2 separate regions of the Sus scrofa genome follow, and region 1 is linked to region 2. Evidence: chromatin contacts called from public HiChIP or PLAC-seq data. All regions are on one chromosome and are shown on one strand. The core of a region is the stretch at or near the end of the contact, and the rest is flanking DNA. Distances in the headings are between cores, read along the strand shown. Region 1 overlaps ANAPC13 (anaphase promoting complex subunit 13). Region 2 overlaps SLCO2A1 (solute carrier organic anion transporter family, member 2A1).

The links. HiChIP or PLAC-seq counts read pairs in DNA pulled down with a chosen protein or histone mark.
Region 1: an H3K27ac HiChIP or PLAC-seq map of skeletal muscle shows a contact between it and region 2, with 2.7 times the contacts expected there. The contact joins two enhancer-like sites. A contact is called at or near these places in 2 of 5 promoter capture datasets (fetal skeletal muscle and skeletal muscle) and 1 of 2 datasets of contacts at active chromatin or transcription factors (skeletal muscle).

Annotation. Positions count from the first base shown.
Region 1 is chr13:75,594,224-75,600,247 of Sscrofa11.1, forward strand. It overlaps ANAPC13 (anaphase promoting complex subunit 13), which reads right to left. Exons shown (of 3, transcript NM_001178070.1): 3 at 5,833-5,972. The coding sequence ends at 5,847. Among named protein-coding and RNA genes, the nearest start is that of ANAPC13, 7.8 kb to the right of the region's middle. Within about 2 kb of position 1,703, at least 15 of the 83 cell types and tissues checked have an H3K27ac peak or open chromatin away from gene starts, as enhancers often do. A contact at or near this core is called in skeletal muscle, where this site is marked.
Region 2 is chr13:75,126,382-75,132,135 of Sscrofa11.1, forward strand. SLCO2A1 (solute carrier organic anion transporter family, member 2A1) reads right to left here. Exons shown (of 14, transcript NM_001123195.2): 4 at 1,549-1,776; 5 at 649-747. Among named protein-coding and RNA genes, the nearest start is that of RAB6B, 54 kb to the left of the region's middle. Within about 2 kb of position 1,845, at least 4 of the 83 cell types and tissues checked have an H3K27ac peak or open chromatin away from gene starts, as enhancers often do. A contact at or near this core is called in skeletal muscle, where this site is marked.

The sequences.
Region 1 (6,024 bases), core at 453-2,952, 470 kb after region 2:
GATGGGTTTACACATCAACCTCCCTCACTTCCTTTCCAGTCATTTGGCTGTTTTCAAATTCTCCACCCCGTTGCCAGCTCTTTGCCGCCCCCATCAAATCCGGTTTGTACGGCGTCGTGTGTGTATGTGTCTTGGTGTGTGTGTCTGTGCACAGTTGGCTCTAGGTAAGTATAACATTAGCTAAAAACATAGAAACTGTGATATGATCTGACTATTTTGGCCAATAAAAACAGCTTTTTCACATGGCTCAGGACGGAAGGGGAAGCTAAATAAAAAGCTTGGTAGAACTCGTCATGGATGAATACATGGACCATAAATCCCAGCTCTGAAGCATGCTTCTCCTGACTTCAGTCAGAGGCTCTGTTCTGAGCCAGCTGCCTTGCTGTGCCCATGGTGACAGAGCACAAATCCATATGGTAGCTGGCTGAGCACCAGAGGGAATTTAGGCAAGTGTCTGCCTGGGATTGGGTGGTCACCTCTGTCGAGTTCTCTTAGCCATCTGCCAAACCTGTCTTGCTGCACTTGCAGTGTTTTTATACATATCCATCCCTCCAGGGTTGGTTGGGCTAGCTTCCAGGGGGTAAGAATGACAGAGGAGCTCAGGGAACACCTTCAGCTGCTGTGCTGTTTGATTTTGTGAGGAAATAGAATGCCCATCAGGACGCCACAGGAAGCCTGGAGGTCTGCCCCAGCTTTTCTCGGACCTGCTTGCTTTTCTGTTCTCCTCAAAGGCTGCTGTGCACCGTGTCTTGAATTCTCACTCCCACGGTGAGGGCACTTGCTGGGTCCAGTTAGTCACCATCTAGCACGGAACCCCCACAGATGACTGCCAAGGACCAGTAGATGATAGCCGGAGCCCAGTATATATGGAAAACATGATCTGCTTGTTTGAAAATGATTCAGAGTTTCAAGACAGCCTTCTGCATGGCCTGTGTGACTGCACAGGTTGTGTGTCCATGAAGCCAGTGTGGGTTGGCTCAGGTGCAGAGGCCAAGGCCATCATGTGGGGCCAGGAAGGCCACAGATGTGGAGTCCCCTTAAGAGACCACCCAGCTGCCTTTCCCTGACTGCCCCTAACCTCCCCTGCTACTTTCCAGAGGAGCCCATGGAGGGGGTGCACATAGCAAGGAATTGGGGAAGGAATTTAACTGTGGGTAAAGCAGGGCCAAATCAAGAAAGGAAGATTTGGAGAGTTTCTGTTGTTGTACAACGGGATCAGCAGCATCTCTGGATGCAGGTTCGATCCCTGGCCCCACACAGTGTGTTAAGTATATGACTCAAAGAGGCAAAAAAATAAATAAAATCTAGGAAAGAAGGAAAGAAAGGAAGAAAGAAAGGAAGAAAGAAAGAAAGAAAGAAAAAAAGAAAGAAAGGAAGGAAGGAAGGAAGGAAAGAAGGAAGGAAGGAAGAAAGAAAAGAGAAGAGAAAAGAGAAGAGGAGAAGATTTGGGAAAGTCTTTATCTTAGCCTAGAGTCTAATGGATCACTAACCTAAAGTCTCCAAATAACTTAATGCAAAGAGCTGGGAAATAGCATAGGAAAGAGTCCTCAGGCCTGACTGTAAATTGGGCTCACCAGCAGCCAAAATCCTTTCTGGCTACCTTTTTCTGCAACCAAAGTTTTGAACTGCCCTCACCTACCCTGTGCCCTCTTGGCTCCTCACAAAGCAGGAGTGAGGACCCCACTAGGTGAGCTGCCAGCCCAAGCATGGCTGGCCAGAATTCCAGAGATTTCACACAAACACATCCTCAGAGCTTTGGGAACCCATATAGGCAGAATCACTCCCAAGCAAAACACCACATTTATTCAGGACCTTCAGGTAGGGTTTACCTACAGTTCTGCCAGGGATGCGGATTTTCTTATAGGAATTGGGCACCCCCTGCTGGGCTCTAGGTAACATTGACATCCAGCTGTCAAAGCACCAAAATCTGAAAATATGCTTTAGGGGATTTGACCTTGAATAAGAACCGGAGACAGGGATGTGACTCATGGTAAAATCGTAAGTTATATGAGATACATGTGAGCTTGGCAATAGGTTGGATTTTTAAATGTTTCATGATTCCTAGGATCCTGATAAAAATTGTTTTTCAGTTCTTTATCTCGATCATAAAATAATGTAAACATTTGGAAGTTCTAAGTGATCCCATAGGATTTTTTTCCTAATTCAGAACAGAATGGTTGCAGAAGGGTTTTCAGGGGGAGATTACATGGTCCAGGGAGAGGACCAGGATTTTAAGATCAGACAGCCTAGGTTGGAATCCATTTACTACTTGAGTCACTTTAACTTGGAACAAGTTATTTAATTTTAAGCTGCTGTCTCCTGATCAATGAGGTCAGTAATACCTTAGAAAGTGGACTGGAGGGCTAGAGATCATGTGTCTAAAAAGCACAAAGAAGCACTCAGTTGACTGTGTTGTTACTGTATTATGAAGAAATGGATTTAAGTTGGGCTTTAAAGGATGGGCAACTCCTGGACCAGATTCTGTGTTTTTAGAGGACAGAAGTTACACCTGGAGTCCTGGGTCTGGGTTAGAGAATTTGCTTTTTGGTCACAGGACAGAGCTCACACTGGATGCCTGCGTGTGCCTCCTTTGAACCACACAACCACCATCTGGGGCACTGTTGTCATGACACACACCTCTCACCAGGCACACCTGGACAATGACCTCTGAGATAACCTAAGTCCCTTGACAACCATCCCCATTCTGCTGGTTCAGGCCATCATCATCCCTCACTTGAGCCAAGGCAAAGCTCTTCTGTCGTTCCACTTAGAAGGTTTTAACCTGTTCAAGCATAGAGTGTTTATATTAAAAAAAAAAAATCTGGTGGAGCCGCTCCCCCACTCCCTCCGGCCTCCCCACCCACTTTGCTTGGTGCCCACCCCACCTCCAGACTGCATGCAGTTTGCTCTTGGCCATCACCCCTCATCCCTCAATTCTTCCCCTGGCTACTAGGAACCATGAGGTTGCGGGTTCGATCCCTGCCCTTGCTCAGTGGGTTAACCATCCGGAGTTGCCGTGAGCTGTGGTATAGGTCGCAGACACAGCTCGGATCCTGCGTTGCTGTGGCTCTGGCATAGGCTGGCAGCTACAGCTCCGATTCGACCCCTAGCCTGGGAACCTCCATATGCCGCAGGAGCGGCCCAAGAAACGGCAAAAAAGACCAAAAAAAAAAAAAAAAAAAAAAAGAAATATCACATTTTATTGTCTTCAGAGCAAATTAAATCTTTTTGGCTGCACTCTGCTGTGCTGCAGCAGAATTAAATCTGTGGTCACTGGGGTGTTCTTTTCTCTTCCAGAGTATCACAGGCATTTAGGATGCTTACAGATAAGCTCATAAAAGGGTGAGGGGCTCTACTCTCCAGTCCATTCGTGTCCCTGCTGCCACCCTCACTACAAACTCTGATGGGCCCTTGCGGAAGGTGGTCCCAGTGCTTGGGGGGTCTCTGCCCAGGCTGAAAGACCCAGGATGACTCAATTTTCTTCAGGGAACCCCCAAACCGGGAGCCTCTGAAGTTCACCATCTCCCTGGGTACCACTGGAAACTGGGGAACAGACTTCAACTACTCCTAAGAAGCTCCTCCTCTCTCTCCCTCGCCTGCTCTTCAAACAGGGAGTAGGGTTGGTTCTGAGCATGTCTGCTCTCTGCTGTGAACAGGAAATCACTAAGGATCTGGCCACTTCTTTGGAAAATGGGATAAATTCAGAAGCAAATATTTGAAATGATGTGCTATCAAAAGCTACTTATCACATGGTCTCGCTGTGACTGTCTAATCTAAATGAGTTCCCCAGTCATACTCTATACTCTGCAGTGGTCACTGTTGGGGTCCAGGTCCTCTGCCGGTTCTGTCTGCACGCCCGTTCCCTGGTTGTGTTGGCTGCCACGAGCTCACAGCCACACTGTTGCCTGGAGAGCCCTGTCCACTGGCAACTCCTGGTTTCACCCTCCCTGGGGGAGGCCAGGAGGGCAGAGCCAATGAATGACCACCTCAGGCTGAGCACAGACGCCAGAGGTCTTGCTCCAAGATGGGAAAACTCTTGGTGACACCAAGCTCTGTCGCACGCATGGGATCAGGCAGAGGCCAGACTTCAGCTGAAGCCCCATCTTTGCTCAGTGCCTTCCCCTGTCCTACCCTGCTTCCCTCACATGCCCCTTCTGAGAACACAATTGCAATGAACTCCTTGCACAACAGACTGCCTCAGATTTTGCTTCCAGGAACCTAAGTAACATTTTCATTTTTCCTTCCTAGTGTGTGTCACAATATGAAATCCTAGATTTGTGTACCTGCTCGTTTAAAGCTTGTTTCCCTCACTGCCATCCTTATTTTGTTCACTGCTGTATCCCCAGCACCCACAGCTGCAGGACACTGCCTCTCAGCCTCCCTCTGCAGAAACCCTCCTCCTCGGGTGTTTTGATTGAAAAGCCACACTACAGTGGCAGCCGAGCATCTCTTGTGCCCATCAACATCCTCAAGTCAGTCCTAGACGGACAGGTTCCAAAGCTGTAGTTGATAATCTGGCCCAGAACTGGTCACCTAATTCCTCCTACAACAAGCTATGGTTCTGCCACCATCACAGGTCACAGATTTGGTGTGGGAGCAGTTCTCAGATGAGGTTCACGAGCCAAGCAGACAAAAGAGCAACCATCCACTGTACAGATATCATACGCTGATTCAGTTGAAATCCAGACAACTTTCATATTTCATTGGTCTACCAACACTCCTGGGAAGGGCTGGGCCCACAAGCAAGGCTGGATTCATAAGAACATCTGATAATTTCTAGACGTCAGTGTCTTAGTTATTATATACCAGAAGTAAAGTTGTAGGAAAACCCTCATTTAATTACAATGAAGAACTGTGGGAGCCTAGGTACTTTAGCTCTCTGAAAAGCTGTTTTCTGAGTTCCCGTCGTGGCTCAGTGGTTAATGAATCCAACTAAGATTCAATCCCTGCCCTCGCTCAGTGGGTTAAGGATCTGGCGCTGCCATGAGCTGTGGTGTAGGTCTCAGACGTGACTTGGATCTGGCGTTGCTGTGGCTGTGGTGTAGGCTGGCAGCAACAGCTCTGATTAGACCCCTAGCCTGGGAACCTCCATATGCCGAGGATGTGGCCCTAAAAAAGACAAAAAAATAAAACAAAATACAAGTTCTTATACGAATGTGTAATTAAATATTGAGTCTATGGTACCTCAGTTATATCTGAAAGGGCTTTGAGAAAATAGAAAATCCTGTTACTGAATAAAACTAGTGGTCCATATCTTGCCTCTCCAATAGCACCATAGGAAGTTATAGGGAAACCAGAAGTTAACTGTTGCATAGCTTTCAATCCATACATTTACCCAAAGTTTGAAAATATTCTGGGGAATCTTAGGAATCCCAGTAATCAGTAAATGGGCTGTCTATATATCCACTGTATCTAGACTCCACTCAGACCCTCCTCAGAATGGGGGTTTATAAAAAGTTAATAATTCTCATGCCTGGCCTCATCTTTCCTCATCTTACCCTCTCATATATTCAATCACCTGTGTCATAGGAAACGTGTAAATTTGGGAAAGGTTAATGACAGTAAAGCAAAACCAGAGTTAAAGGCAAATGTTTAATGAATCATGTTCAAACACAAGCTAGTCAATGAAGAATTTTAGGTTCAAAGAGTCAGATATTCCTGAGAAATCTCAATCAGCTTCTCATTCTGGGGAGTATTTTCACATTGCATTTTGCTGCCACAAAATAAGCCAATGTACATTTTTGAGTGTTGATCTATGACTAAAAGATACGAATTCGGACACTGACAGAAAACATTTTGCTATGTATTAAAAAAAAAAAATCCGTCCATGAACAAGGAGCCAGGCGTCAGTTTCCTATGGGGGGTACATTCTCATGGAGATACTGTAAGGCCAAGTCAGTCCACTTCATTTCTTGTTCTTTAACAGATTCTGTGGTGCCGCCATTGTCCTGTTCAGGTTCAGGAAGCTCATTCTGAAAAGGTAAAATGGACGTTCAGAATGATGGTGCACTATGCATTAACAAG
Region 2 (5,754 bases), core at 595-3,094:
CTTAGAATTAAAGAATTATAGAGCAATTTTTAATACCACCACCATGATGGGTAGTTGTGGTAGCAACACCTGAGGCCCTGCCCCGTGTCTCAAGGTTTCCTGCTGCATGTCTTGAGGGCAGAAAGTATGTTTTCTTCAGCAGTGCATCCCTCAGTGTCCAGCATGGGCCCTGGTTAGAGGAGGTGCGTGCTGTCTGCTCTCGCTGCCTCACAACTGCAGCAGTGAGCAAGTGAATGGTGGGGGAGGCAGGGTCACAAGGAGCATTTATTGATTTTTTAATTTATTTATATTTTTTTGCTTTTTAGGGCTGCACCAGGGGCATATGGAGATTCCCAGTCTAGGGGCTGAACCAGAGCTGCAGCTGCTGGTCTACACCACAGCCAGAGCAACACAGGATCTGAGCCACACCTGCAAACTACACCACAGCTCATGGCAACAGCGGATCCTTAGCCCACTGAGCGAGGCCAGGGATCAAACCTACATCCTCATGGATACTAGTCGGGCTCATTTCCACTGAACCACAAAGGGAACTCCCGGGGGCAGTGAGCATTTAAAGTTGGAGCCTCATCCTCTGCCCTGATCGTCTGGGAGTTGGGGAGGCTGCTTCAAGGGACCAGTGGTGGGATGAGCGTCCCTGCACACACTCACCTGTGTCCACCCTGCCGTAGTCCACAAAGATCTGCAGCATGACCGAGCCCAGCAGGTAGCCGAAAGCCGGTCCGAATACAGAGATGGCAAATAAGATGGCTGGAAAGGGGAGAGAGAAAGGAGCCTGAGGGGGATGGGCAGGGTGGCCGCACCGGGCTCTTTCCTCCCTGAGGGATTCCTGAGAGATCACCTCCTCTGTCCCCTTGCCTTAAACCAAGGCCAGAGCCACTCAAGATCCTGAGACATGAAGAACCAAAGCTGTTTCTCCTCCAGCCAGATACCAGAGACATCTGCTTGCTGTGTGTGTGGGGGGGGAATGGCTTCCTGGGCATTTACAGGTTCTGCCCAGTCACATGCAGTGGTGAAGCTCCCTGCAGGTACGATGTGGCAGGCCTGGTGGGAGCTTGTGGGGCCACAGAACCTGTGGGCGTGGTCTGTTTGGTCTGGGGCTGGGCCCTGGGAATGCTCAGTGTAGCTTATTCCAAGGGAAGGATTTGAGTAGTCAGATGGTCATCGGCTATGTCTGCTCTGCATGCGCTTCTTTGAGGCCAACTTGTCTCTAAGTGGCCAGCTCAGAAGATCCATGGGCCCCACCTGTGCCAGGACTGGATGGCAGCAGGGCTCCTGCAGGTTGACGAGCTGCCCTGTGTCGGGCCCAGGGCCAAGGGGCCACATACATCCCTCAGGTGCTCCCCTGCTCCCAGTGCAGAGAGACTGTGAGCCCCATCCTGCTGGCGAGGGGTGGGGGCCTGGGCTCAGCCTCATGCCCAGGATCACACAGCTGTGGATCCTGGAGCCGGCACTCAAACCAGGTGTGTCAGATCCCCAAACCTCTGCACGCACTGGCTGGGCCACGTCAGGACCTGACCCCGCCCTGCAGCCCCTTCAAGCCCGACTCACAGATGTACAGGGGCGAGTTGTTGGGCTCTGAGAAGTCATCCACATAGGAGATTCCAAACGGCTGGATGGGCACCGTGCCAATGCCTGCCAGCAGCTGGGCCACCACCATGAGACCCCACACGCTGCTGGTCTCCTTCCGGGAGTCCTGGATGCTGCTGTGGCACTTGCTGGGGGGCAGGCCCTGCCAGTGTTTCTGACAGAGCTCAGCCTGGAGGCGGCTGCTGTTCCCTGCAATGAGAGAGTGGGTGCTGTTACCTCACCCCACCCCGGGAGCCTGGCTGCAGCAGCTGGCCTCCAGACCTGGCCTTCCTCCCAGTCCTTCTGGGAGTGGCTCTGGAATAAAGGGCAGTGGAGTGTGGGCTCCCTGCTCTGATGGGGGCAGCCCCTATGGGGTGGGACATCCATTCCTTCTCCTCTCTGGGTACAGGCAGGGGGCTGGGCAGGGAGGGATCAGTGTCTTCCTCTGTGGAGACCAGGCCACCCAGCTGGGAAAGGCAGAGCTGGGATCAACACCCAGGCTTGTGGGCCTTCAGCCCCCCTGTGTGCAGCCTCAGGCTCAGGCCCCCAAGGGGTGGTTCCCTTTAGCAGGACAAAGGTCATTCTGTCCCACAGAAGACAGTGTTACCCCCAGACTGGGATGCTCCCCTGAGGCTGTGGCACCCAGAGCCCTTGCTCCTGGATAAGCCTGGCTCTCGAAGATGTTGCATGTCCTTACCAAACCTGGGCAGCTCCTAAAGATCAAGAACTTGATCAAGAACTTGAAGGGACTTTGAGACCCTCTGGTTCAACTCCTCATGCTACAGGTAGAGGGCTGAGGTTGCCCTTGTGTGAGGGCCCCAGAGGCCCCAGGGTGGCCTGTGGGCACCAGTGCCTGTGGCTTTGGGGACCTGGCTAGGCTGGACTGCCACTCCGAAGCCACTGTTTTCAATTTGGCCAACACTGAACAATCAGCATTGTCAGCTCTCCAAGGCCTTGAGGGCCCTGGAGAACTCCTTTTCATGAGGTGCCTTCTTTTCCAGCCTTATGGAGGTGATGGAAACTGCTGACGTCACTGATCCCACTCCATGGGGTTCAGCTTCATTTTCATTTGTGGTCCTCCCAGAGAGGGCAGAGCTCTGAGCTGGGAGGACCTCGGAGTCCCATGGAGAGAGAAAATAAGGGCCGTGGATGAGGCTTGCCCATCATCACACTGGACTCTGCCCAGTGCTGTTGAGCTCAGGGCTGCTCTGGACAGTGGGGCCTGGGAGGGGTCTGCCTTCCTCATGGTCCCCTCTCCTCACCCAGAAACACGTGCTTCGTCCAGCCTGGCCCCTCATCTCCTATCCTCCACACTGATGTTTGCATAGGATACATGTGAAAACTGCTGGCCCAGGGGCTCCCCCATGCATCAGGAAGGCCTCTCCCAGGAAAGGCAAAGGGGCCAAGATGCCTGTCTGCTCAAGGTCATCCAGATCTGACACCAGCTCTGTGCTCAGGGAAGCTGTGGGCAGCCAGGCCAGCGGCCAGCCCTGGACTTTGGTTAGTGTCCCTCTGTACCCTCCTCCTCCTCCCACCCCACACGCACTATCCCACATTTCAATGCAGGGTTCGGTTAGAGAGTGGTCCAGCCAAACAGGGAAACAGGAGGCAGCCTCTTAGAATTAGATTGGGGCTGTAGCCTCAGTGACACAGAAAGTCAGCTGTAACATCTTGTAGACTCAAAAGACAAGGAGTAGTTTGGCGAAGAGTGTGATCCTTAATTTGTGCAGCCTCATCGAACAGGCAGAGAAAGTGTGGAAGACCATGGCTCTCTCACGGTGATGGGACTGTGCTGTGACTTTGTGTGTGTGTCTGTGTGTGCGTGTTTGCCTCAGTATACTTTCTAATTCTTGTGTAATGAGCACATGATGTTTCTGAAATAAAGCAGCCATAAAAGCTTTTAAATTAAAACTATTTTTTCATTAAAAAATGTAGCTCCAGGGAGTTCCCGTAGTGGCGCAGTGGTTAACGAATCCGACTAGGAACCATGAGGTTTCGGGTTTGGTCCCTGCCCTTGCTCAGTGGGTTAACGATCCGGTGTTGCCGTGAGCTGTGGTGTAGGTTGCAGACGTGGCTCGGATCCTGCGTTGCTGTGGCTGTGGCGTAGGCCGGTGGCTACAGCTCCGATTAGACCCCTAGCCTGGGAACCTCCATATGCCGCGGGAGCGGCCCAAGAAATAGCTAAAAAGACAAAAAAAAAAAAAAAAAAATGTAGCTCCAGTTGAACAATGTCTTTCCCATTTGTTATTTCTTTGTTCCATAGCTGTTGCCCTAGGCCTACAAAAGTATGCAGCACGCTGGGGCTGAGTTTCTCTGCCCATCCCACCTCCTCCACCGTCTCTCCCTGGTGGGGTGTTAACTCTTTCTCTGATGTACACACTCTACTGTAGAGACCCAAGTCCCAGGGCCAGAATTTTTAAACTTCCATTCACTGCACCGGCAGACGCTGCCAAGGCTATGACATACATTGCGTCCTACGCACAGAGGTGACTGGGCCAGAGCTGGTATTTGAACCCATGTATGCCTGACTCAAAGTCCTTAATGAAATCAGGTCTGAAATGGCAGCTTTGAAAAGACAACACACATTTTATAGGGATAGAAGAGCCAGGCCTGGGGAGATTCTGCTAGTTACATTCAAACTCATGAGCCCTCTAACCTCTGTAGGTGGCTGGGAAGTTTCGCCTACTTCCTCCCAGGCAGAGGTGTCCTGGAAAGGGGCTGGCTGCTGGTTGGGAGTGTTGCTGAAATCTCAGACAAGGAGATGAAACAAACACACAGTATCAAGAGTTAAGACATGGATTTTGGTGAAATAAGCCAGACACAGAAAGACAAATACTGTACGATCTCACTTATAGGTGGAATCTCAAATAGTCGAACACATAGAAGCAGAATAGAATGGTGGTTGCCAGGGGGCTTTGAGGGTGAAACAGGGAGGTGGTGATCAAGGGTATAAGTTTCAGTTATGTCAGATAAGTTTTGGAGATCTACTACTAGAAAGCATGGTGGGGGGCATAAAGATAAAAATACACATTGCATACTTAAAATTTACCAAGAGGGAAGTTCCTATTGTGGCTCAGTGGTTAACAAATCTGACTAGGAACCATGAGGTTGCAGGTTTGATCCCTGGCCTCACTCAGTGAGTTAAGGTCCTGGTGTTGCTGTGAGCTGTGGTGTAGGTTGCCAGCTCGGCTCAGATCCCGTGTTGCTGTGACTCTGGTGTAGGCCGGTGGCTACAGCTCCCATCAGACCCCCAGCCTGAGAACCTCCATATGCCTCGGGCACAGCCCTAGCAAAAAACAAAAATAATAATAATAACAATTTACCAAGAGGGTAGATTTTAAGTATTCTTAAAACACAAACACACACAAATAATAAAGGGACAGGAGGAAACTTTGGGACATGATGGATATGTCTGTAGCCTTGATGGTGGTGACGATGTCACAGTTATATAACCATCCTCAAACTCATAGTTTTATACATTAATATACAGATTTTTACATATTAACCATATCTCACTCAAGGCATTTAAAACAAAGGAAAGATAAGCTGTGTGGCCTTAAGCAATTTCTCAACCTCTCTGAGCCTGTTTCCCTGTAGGAAGAAACCGTAAGGTGACTGGATAGGGAGCATCCCTATGGGGCATTAAAGGGCTGAAAGGCAATGATTTCAGAAAGCATAGTAGGCATGAAAAGTTGGACCAGCTGGTCAGTCAGTGTGGCTGATGGCCATGCCTGCCTCCCTCTAGGAAGGCCAGTGTGGCTCAGTGATGGTGCAAGAGCCTGATTCTCAGGAAGATAGATCACTTAGGTCTGAAGGCCCAAAACTGTGACACCTTCCTGCTGAGAAAGAGACCTCAGGATAGCCCACCCCTCACTTCACTCAGGGCCGCTTTCACCAACACTGGCCTGTGTCCAACACTCAGAGATAGGGCTGTGGTGCTGGCAGACTCAGACCCATCCCCAGGGGAGACCCAGGTGGCTGTGGGCAGGCAAGACCCGCAGATGTTGGAAGGGCTGGACTGGGAGCCTGGGACCCAGATTCTAGTCCCGAATCTTGACTCCCCATGTCAGTGACCTTGACTTTGAAAGACCTCAGAGGACTCTGAGAAGGGGCCATGCACTGCAGAGGGTGGGCAGTTGCCAGAGAGCCAGGCAGGCAGAATGTCAGGCTCACAGCTCACGGTGCACT